Regions from separate parts of the Mus musculus genome. Here region 2 is linked to region 1. The links are chromatin contacts, called in public HiChIP or PLAC-seq maps. All regions are on one chromosome and are shown on one strand. Each heading gives the region's core, a stretch centred on a gene start, on an enhancer-like site or on the middle of the called end of the contact. The rest is flanking DNA. Distances are from core to core; before and after follow the strand shown. Region 1 overlaps Palld (palladin, cytoskeletal associated protein). Region 2 overlaps Palld (palladin, cytoskeletal associated protein).

What was found. HiChIP or PLAC-seq counts read pairs in DNA pulled down with a chosen protein or histone mark.
Region 2: an H3K27ac HiChIP or PLAC-seq map of embryonic stem cells shows a contact between it and region 1, with 5 read pairs. The contact joins two enhancer-like sites. A contact is called at or near these places in 3 of 115 datasets of contacts at active chromatin or transcription factors (embryonic stem cells, extraembryonic endoderm stem cells and trophoblast stem cells).

Annotation. Positions count from the first base shown.
Region 1 is chr8:61,513,908-61,518,816 of GRCm38.p6, forward strand. Palld (palladin, cytoskeletal associated protein) reads right to left here. Exons shown (of 22, transcript NM_001293772.2): 19 at 2,628-2,835; 20 at 1,962-2,127; 21 at 1,296-1,429. Among named protein-coding and RNA genes, the nearest start is that of Cbr4, 29 kb to the left of the region's middle. Within about 2 kb of position 2,379, at least 127 of the 459 cell types and tissues checked have an H3K27ac peak or open chromatin away from gene starts, as enhancers often do. A contact at or near this core is called in embryonic stem cells and trophoblast stem cells, where this site is marked.
Region 2 is chr8:61,713,489-61,718,170 of GRCm38.p6, forward strand. All of the region lies in intron 3 of Palld (palladin, cytoskeletal associated protein), which reads right to left. Among named protein-coding and RNA genes, the nearest start is that of Gm51576, 30 kb to the left of the region's middle. Within about 2 kb of position 1,578, at least 44 of the 459 cell types and tissues checked have an H3K27ac peak or open chromatin away from gene starts, as enhancers often do. A contact at or near this core is called in embryonic stem cells and trophoblast stem cells, where this site is marked.

The DNA of each region.
Region 1 (4,909 bases), core at 1,129-3,628:
ATGTGTGTGTGTGTATGTATGTATGTATATATATATATATATATATATATATGCACACTGAGTATATTCCTATTGCCTCTATGTGTGTGTATGTGTGTTTTGCCTATATGTATGTACACTGAGTATGTTCTTGGTGCCTGGGAAGCCAGGAGAAGGTACCAGATTACCCTGGTATTAGACAGCTAAGAGCTGCCATGTGGGAGCTGGGAACTGAGCCTGAGTCTTCTGCTAGACCAGGAAGTGCTCTTAACTGCTGGCTACCTCTACAGTGCCCCACAGATGGACTCTGGGTTTAAGAATGAACAACCATGGTAGAGATGTGGACAATGCGGAGGCACTTGTGCATTTTGCTTCCAGGTGTCCCAAGTCACTGTCTGTCTGTGCCTGTGGGACTGGGAAGCCAGGCAACACAGAAAGTTTTGTTCTTCTAGTATCTGCAGAGTGGAAAGTCTCAGAGCAATTGATAAGTTTCCTATATCTGACCTAGATTCCTTCCCTTTTTTTTTAAAAATAATAATCATAGTTAGGAAGTCTAGATAGATCTCAACATTAATAAACTGAAGAGAACCAGACATCTGAGAAAGTTTCAAAAGACTATTACTTTCTCAAGCAGAGGTAATTTTCTTGGAATTAAAAGAAATATTTTCTAGTGTTTTTATTTATTTATCTTTATATCAATGGGTCATATAATTCTGTTGTAGTCCTGAAATTGAGTTGGTAGGGTTTTTTTTTTTTTAATTTAGGATGCATGTATACAAACACACATACACACATTCAAGAGTCTACTGCCAAGAGCTGCTGAAGATATTTTAATGAGGAAAGCGCTTAGCTATGTAAGTCCACATTCCAGAATCAAGGTATAGCCATGTTAAAACTACCCCAAGACACGGAAAAAAATATGATTTGGGAGGAAATGGTTAGAGACAGTCACTTGCAGAATACACAAATAAGAAAATGTGAAAGATGCGGATGCCTTTATGTTAACCCCTACGATGCTGAAGTGAGAAAGGCGCAGCTGACCAGCCAGCCTAAGAAACCAACATGCACATCTCGCTAATCAATCAAAGACCCTGGAGATACTTGGGTGTTTGTTCTCCTGGAAGGGTTTCACTATTAATGTCGGGAAACTACAAACAGAAAGAGAAAGAGTAATATGAATTTTTTTTTGGCAAATAAAATCCTGGCATATTAACTTAGAAATGTAAAGCTTAGAGTAATGAGATATATCACTCTGCCATCTCATTCTTAACCATTCAGTGTGTGAAATGCACCGAGATGAAATGAGGCGCACTCACTGTAGACATCCAGCCGGGCAGTGCAGGACACAATGCCTGCTTCGTTCTTGGCGGACACAGTGTACCACCCAGCGTCTTCCTTTGTGGCTCCCTGGATGAGCAGGCAGATGTAGCCATGATTATCCTGGTGCATGCTGCGGAAAAAGATAAAGTCATTAGGGCTCTACATTTTTAAAAAGTGGCTTTGGACATGAAGCATCATTTTTAATTAGGTCATTAGAAACGGAATTGTGCGAGCAGCAGATAATAGGATCATACTTATTCTAGAGAGGCAGCTAGCCCCATTAAGTTAATGGGAGAGCAGAGCAGACCTCAAGAGGGCGAGTAAATCCATGCACTAATTCTTAAGGGAAGACCCGCCTTTACAAAACCACAGGCTGGGCCACCACCATGGGAGCAAACGAATCTATCTTTTCTTTCTGATATACACATTTCAAAAATGCAGCCAGGTTAAGTCAGAATCTGCTTTGTCACATCCCAAAATTGCTCTCTTCCAAAGCTTAAGCCTACATTTGGACGAAGTGTGGCTCTCGTCTTGCACATCACTGATGATAACGTACATGGCTTTTACGCTCACCGATTTGCATGCAGTATCTGATGCGTCGTTTCAGCTAGCACCGGGACTGTGCAAGTTCTGAGGTAGACGAAGCCACCGTGCAGTCTTACCTTACTCGCTCAGTGCTGTGAGTGAGCGATTCATTTTCTTTCTTCCAAAATATCTGAGGTGGCGGCACTCCCGAGACACGGCATTCCAGCCGCACTGGGTATCCATCAGCAACCCCCGTGTTCTGTAGCTTCTCCATAAACACAGGGGCCTTGTGTGCTTCCTTAGCTAAGGGAACACGAGAGGAATGATCTGTTAGTGGCATGCCAAAGGGTCACTGCGAGGAACTCGGGAGCTTTAGAAAGATGAAGTACTGTTTTCACGTCGGGTGGTAAGAGGTTAGCCCTCCCCTCAAGCAAAGGTCTGTACGCTTCATTCCACTCACGTTATTTCCTCAATTAATTCAAGACTGATAGGCCCACATAGTGCCCGGCCATCTGCTCCTCAGAATGCCTGCCTGACAGGCCTCAGAGATTCGGAGTCATTGCTAGCAGCTGCGAGAGCATTGCTCTAATTAAGTCAACAGGCTCGCACAGGCCTTACCTACTGCTGCCACCTAGTGGTGCCGAGTATTTCAGCACCAGGATTCCCTGGCTGCCACCTGAAATGCCTTTTTTTTTTTGAAGATTTAAAATTTGGAACTCATAAAGTCATTACTTGACCACAGAATTCATTTCTTTGCCCACTAACTTGTTTCAGCAGTGAGAAAGAAATCACAGGCCACCTACCAGCAACCACAAGCTCCAGGTTAAACGAGTTCTGTCCTGCTCTGTTGGTGGCAATACATGTGTAGATGCCGGCGTCCCGGGACGTGACTGGCTCTATAATGAGGGAGTGGACCCCATTCTCACGGACCAGCATCTTGTGAGCACTGTCGGGGCGTATGGGCTTTCCATCTAGTTGCCAGCTGAGATCTGGGGTTGGTAACCCACTGACCTACACCAGAAAGGAGACACACATGAACTTCTCCAGTAGTAAAACCATCAAATCACCAAGAGTTACGGATCCAGAGTCAGTTCGTCCTCCGGTAGCACAAACAATGGCTTTTCCATGTTACTCTCTTGTTTAAAACCTTCCCGTGGTTCCCATGAGCACTGAGAGATACACTTCTAAACATCTTTTCTAGAACAATTCGGAGGTAAGTAAAACGGGGATTAAAACATATTTCTGTCATCTTCTTACCTCACCTAAGACTATAAACATTCCCAGGTGATGATGGCACCGAGCTCTGAGCTCTTTGGAAACACGGGAGGTGCAGCCTTTATAACAGTAACACTCAGCTGGAAAGCTTCCCACCAAGGACTGGCCATCACCATGGAGATGCATGTGACACAGACCTATTATTATTTTATAATCTTTGAAAGTGAATAACCAGAGCAATTTGAAATTGCCCAGAAAGTCAGACAAATTAGCATCACAATGGAGACATCCTGAAAACCTTAAGAGCTTGGCAGTTGTGTTGAACAGAGAGCAGGCCAAAGCATTCAATGGCTAGTCCCCCTTGCATTGTTAAAGGGAGGGGCAGTGGCCATCTGCTGGCTTTGTATAGGGCTGCCCTTGACTTTAGGATAGAAGAGAAGTGAGGAAGAGTTGATATTCCTCCTTCCTCCTACTCTACTAGTGGGAAATGATGTATTCTGCTACCCAAAGACTATTGGATCATAAAACAATCATAAAACTATTGGATTATGAAACGGTTCCTTTGAAACACTAGCCTTGTCTAAATCAGCCAGAGAACCCGTACAGTTCCTCCTGCCCCATGGTAAGTACTCATTCCTGCTACCAACAAGGTGTCTCGGACACATGTAGTCACATCTGGAGAATGTAAGGGGAAAAAGCGCAATTACGTCATGGGTTAAAGGGGTGGGGTTTCGAAAGAGCAGTAGTTAGGAAGTGGTTTCTCCTCATGTACCCTCTCCCCGTGGGAAGACACTAGAAGTGGTACAGAAATATCAGAGTAGATAGATAGTTATGACTGGGCTCCAGGTCCTGGGGAGCTTATAGTTTGTTCCCATTTTTCTGGGTTTGATAATGGACAAGCAGGATTTGTGGCCCTAGGGCAGGAAGGTGTTGACCGGGTCCTTTCAAAACAGGAAGTTTGCAGAGGAGCAGTTCCAGGGGGCGACGTTACTCAAGCAGAGTGAGCATGCCCTGTTCTCGTCATTGTCACTGCAGCTCTCCCAGTGAGTCAGAGAGCAGAGCATAGCACAATATGGTATCAGGAACTAAAGGTCACCACAGGTCGGCCACAGTCTGAGCAGTTGGTCCTCTTGATCCATGTGCAGACGCAGAGAGAAGAGCACACTTGTTATCTATCATGAAGCGTTCCCACCGAGCAGGCTTACAGCTGAGTGAAGGATAGAGCCTGTGAATGTACTGCAGGGGCTGTGGCGGGAGGGGCTCCATTCGGTGTTTGACTTATTATGACTTTTTCCTCTTTCAAATCTTAAATACACGGAAATTTTCCTTCGAAGTAGGTAGCAGTGTGGCATGTCTGTTCATATGGCTGGACACCTGTGTCCTTTCTTTCCTTCCTTCTTGTGGCCTAGGCTGGTGTCGAATTATTACGTAGCCAAGAATGCTGTTGACCTTGTGATCCTCCCATTTCTGCCTAACGCAGTGCCAGGATTACGGACTTGTGCCACCATTCCTGCTGACTTCCATATTTTCTCTATCCAGGTCATATCGTTATAGTGAATTCAACTAGTGATTATTTTAACTCTCAATATCCTTTTAATGGCAGAGGTGAAAGGATGTCTATGTTGCTGCTTAGAGCAATAGATAGTTATCAGAGCGCTACATATCAGCATATCGGCCACACCCACTCTTGCTACCTGCTTTTGTTTTAAGATCAGACTTGCTCTAATTGTACTCCTATGGGATGCAGTGTACATTAAAAAAATTACACATTTTCCTTAGTTTCTTTCCTTTCCTTGTTTTTCTGAAACAGGGCCCGTCTGTGTAATGCTAACTGGCTTATGTTTCCCTGTGTGTAATCAGGCTGGCCTGG
Region 2 (4,682 bases), core at 328-2,827, 200 kb after region 1:
CATTTCTTTCCCTCCCAGAGCTGTCCTCCTCTTATGTCAGGTTAATTTTTTCCTAGCACACACCTTTCCTATAAAGGCACAAGAAGATGTCTTAGTTTAAAAGAGAACTCCTCAAATCTGACATCTTACAGACTTCACGGATTTCTTCGCCAGACTTCCAGCATTTGCAAGTCACATGATCGCGATCCACGAACTTGAATGTACTCACTGGCGGACACAGCTTAGGAAGCTGGGATGTGGTCCCAAAGACATTCAACAGATACACAAACCCTTGTAGAGTCCCGTTCTTGGGAGAACACAGATAGAGGAGTCAGAATTTAATACCTTATATGGCAAAACAGGGAAAAATCAAACTGGTAGAGGAGTGTGGGCAGAGAGGAATGGAGTGAGCTTGCCTTTGTAAGTAGGGAGCGAGGAAGGTTCACAAAGGATCAAGTGGAGGGAGCGGGTGGTCTCCTTGTCATTGTCTCAGCTGCCTCCTTTGTACTTGCAGTTCTGTGACTCACTTTCCTAGGACACTCTAGCTATTCTGCCTGTACATGCCATCCTTTGTCTCTGTCTTCTCTGGATTCTGAGGACTCCTTGTTTACACCATGCATGTCACCTGTCAGTTTTCTGCTGAAAAATTATCAGTCCCCCGAGAATTAAGGGAAGGTTGAAAAAGGAATTTCCAAACTGTGAGTGGTTAATACGTACCACAGCGGTCAGCTTGGCTCCTCGCACCTTTGGGGTGTGATAACCTGTTATAACCTCACCAAGAAGTAAGTGACCACTTTATAGGCAGGAAAACGGAAGAACCAAGCCGCATTTGGTGACAGGCTGCACTCTGTTTTTGAACCGTCCTCTCCCCCTCCCCCACTACCTTCCAGGCTGTGTGGATCTGGATTCCTCAGAGTGCTTAGTTCCATGCTTGCTCAGAGCTGGCCTTTAGCCTCTGCTGGGAGCACTGGTGGTCAGAGAACTGCAAGACTTATTTGGGGACATGGAGTGGAGGGAGTGTACAGCAGAAAGCTAGAAAGCAGAAAGCAGAAAAGAGGCTGGAGAGGCAACATTTGAGGCCAGGTGTGCTGTGCTGGAGCCGAAAGGCCTGGAGTCTATTGGCAGGGCATTGGGGGTGGTGAGCTGACTGAACCACAGGATTAGCTGGGGGATGGGATACATAGAAAAACCAGGCAAACGACACAGAAGCAGTAGAAGCAGACGTCAGAGAGAGGAGGAGGATGCAGCTTACATAGTGATGAAGAGGTGGGAGGGACTAAGCAGAGGAAGTCTCGGGAACTACGAAGAAAGCCTGTTATCAGTATGGGCTGGGCTATTCTGAGATAACAGCTTAATTGGAATCATAAAATGGATTTTAAGGGGAGCAAAGTCCTATGGCGGTCTCAAAGAGGTCAAAAATATGGGAGGAAAAACAGCTATGCTCACCTGACTCCTAGCAGGTAAAAAAATTAATTTTCCTGTTATGATTTATATTTTAAAAGTGATTTTTTTTGTTTGTTTAAGAAACTTAGTGTGAGGGAGCACACATATCACAGTACACATGTGTGAGTCAGAGGACAATCTCAATAGAGACAGGTTTCTCCATCTACTCTTTTATGTAGGTCCTAAGTATTGAACTCATGCTGCCAGCCTTTGGTGGCAAGTGCCATTACCTGCTGAGCCATCTTGCTGGCTCTACTAAAAGATCATTCTTGCTGGATGTGTCTGAATGTGTGATTTACACATCTTCTTCTTCTTCTTTTTTTTTTTTTCACGAACCATTCATTTTATTGTTTTGTAGTAAGACACAGAACTTTGACCATGCAGCCATCCTCAAGGAGCTGGCATAGCCAGCCAGCTTTTAGCAGGTTACCAGGTGACTGTGGAAATCAAACAAGGGAGGCACTGCATGGTGCCCTCATTTTTCATACATGAAACCCGGTATCCGTTTTTTCACCAGGCCAGCCAGGTGCTCTTCCCACCGCCCCTTCGCTCACTTTGCCTGAGCTCTGCCAAAGGTCACACCCTACAGCTTTATAATCTCTTCCCTTGGCCCAGGAATCTCTCTGCTCATTCACTTCCTGCTGTGACGGAGATCACACTCAGTCTACGAACGCTACCCAAGCACACTATCAGGCAGCTCTGCCTCCCGGCCTCCTGGCTAGTCTGTCAGGAACATCGTGGTTAAGGTACTAATAATCAGGCCAGGGGACCACCTTGAACAGGCCATAATTACTCCTGTGTATCAACTTCAAGACAAAATGGTCCTGCTCAGAACCCGCCCACCTCACCGTGCTGTCTGCTGCTGCTGCTGCTCCCACTTCTGTGGTCCAGCACTGGAGAGACTGAGGCAGAAGGAAGGAGAGCCTTGAATTTAAGGCGAATCTGGACTACTTAAGCAGTTGAGTCCCAGACTAGCTTTGACTAGTCTGACCCTGTCTGAACAACAACAGCAGCAGCAGCAGCAACAACAACAACAGCAACAACCAGCAGGATTATTCCAGGAGTCAGGCATTGTGATGCAGGACTAGACCTGAATCCTAGCACTGGCAGATTCTTGTGAGTTCACGGCTAGCCTGTACTACAAAAGGAACTCTTGTCTTAAATCAAAACCAGACAGACACGCTTTCTTGGACTCTAGCTCTAGCACAGAGGCAGAGCTCCTGACCAGTACATGGAAGAGCCTAGGTTTGGTCCTTACATAGACAAATTAAAAAAAAAAAAAAGTTTTCTTTCTCCCTTTTTGCAATTGATCATCTGAGAAAGATAGTGAAAAGCATTAGTATTAGAAAAGCTGGGGTATTTTCTGTACCTGCCCAGCCCTTGTGGAATGTCAATATCACCTTATTTCTCAGGTGTCCAAACAGCTATGGCAGGGTGGACCAGATCCAATCCTTACAGTGCCAGCAATGTCCTTTCCCTCACCTGATAGCAATTCTTCTCTCCCTCTGCAAGTCTGCCTTTATGGGTTATCTGTTGCTCAGAAATGTTTATGACATAGGTAGATACTTGAGAGACAATTACTTAAATTAAAAACAAACAAACAAACAAACCAGGTGTAGAGAACTATTTGAAGGAAAGGATGCACAGTAGAAAGATAAGACATGGTAACATACTAAAGTGACTTGGGTTGGACTATGGCTTGGTGGTGCGGTATGCTTAGCATGTGTGAAGCCCTAACTTCAGTTCCCAGCAACCCATACATTCACACAGAGAGGATCACAGGGCAGCCAGACTATGAATGGTTTTATGTCTTGTGTGTGTGTCTATGTAGATTTTTTTTAAAAGAAAATACTATTTTCGTGATCTTTAGAACAGCCAGCACCACTCTAGGATCAAGACTGTAGATGCTGACAACAATCTGATTTCAAAGTACAGAGCCTCTGTTAAAGGTCAGAGAGCAATCCATAAAAATATTAGGAAAATTATTTTACAATATGTAATATGAAAAACAGCCTAAATATTCTTAGGTTCTCTATATAAATTTTCAAATCTAGCCAAAGGAATATGTGCTTGGATATCCATTGACTATCAGACACTGGTGCACTATGGTGGTCTGGCATTTAGGGGTTGACCCCAAGGCTGCAGAAGGAACGTTTGCCCAAGCAACATCATGGCATCCTTCCAAATCTCACTAGTTAGCATTGAGCAAATACAAACCAACGTCAAGCAGTACCTGCCTCCTTGCATCTCTCTTCTGCATTCCTGTCCAATCTCCCTATCTTCTGATGCTGACTTCCTGCCCTCTCCTTCAGATCTACATTCTTCCTGCCCACAAGGTCTAGCTCGATCCAGCTTTATTCACCCCACAATTCAATAGACACCACCCTACCCTCTTCAGAGTTCTTGAAGCTATACCAATCCTTATCATTAATTTTACAATGGTAAGAGGAAGGAGTGGTAGAAAGTTGGGATGGATTTATTTCACATGTTGTTTATCTTTCTTACTTACATATTCTTCAGACTAGTCCTTCACTAGATATTTCAGGAGGGTCACCTCTGATCCCCATCATATACCTTCATGAGCCATGTTCTTCTGCCCTCTTAAAGACTTTGCATCTTAACCCTTCCCTTCTTCTGCTCAATCTAATTTTTTCCCATATTATGTCTTTTCATCAGCATATAAACATATTCCAGTAACTCCTGCCTGAAAACAAACTATCCTTTATGACCTCATACTCTTTTCCAGATACTGCCACTGTTTCTGCTGGTGACTTGGCAAACCTTCCTGAGTGACTATCCAATATCTGCTACTGCTTCCCCAGTTGGCAAACTTTTCCCATCTAATGACACCCTGTCTCCGAACTCCTTGCTAAAAATCACCAACAATGCTCAGCACTGCTAAAGTCAGTGCTTTGCTCCTTGATCTCATCTGACTTCTCAGTAGAACAGACCCTGCTAGCAAGTCCCTCCTTCCTGAAGCTGCTTCTTTTTCCTTGGGCAATGAATGGTTAGTTTTAACTGCCAACTTGATACCACGGATCATCTGGAAGATGTGAGAGATCGTTTTGATTAGGTTTAGGTTGATCAGTAAGCATGTCTGTGGTGGACTGTCTTGATTATGCTAACGGCCATGACAAGACCCCAGCCCACTGTGGACAGCACCATTCCCTAGCAAGGGGTCTTAGGCTAAATGTAAAAAGTGAATTAAGCAATATAAAGCTTTGCAAGCATTTGGGTCTTTTTGTTCTTGACTATGAGTA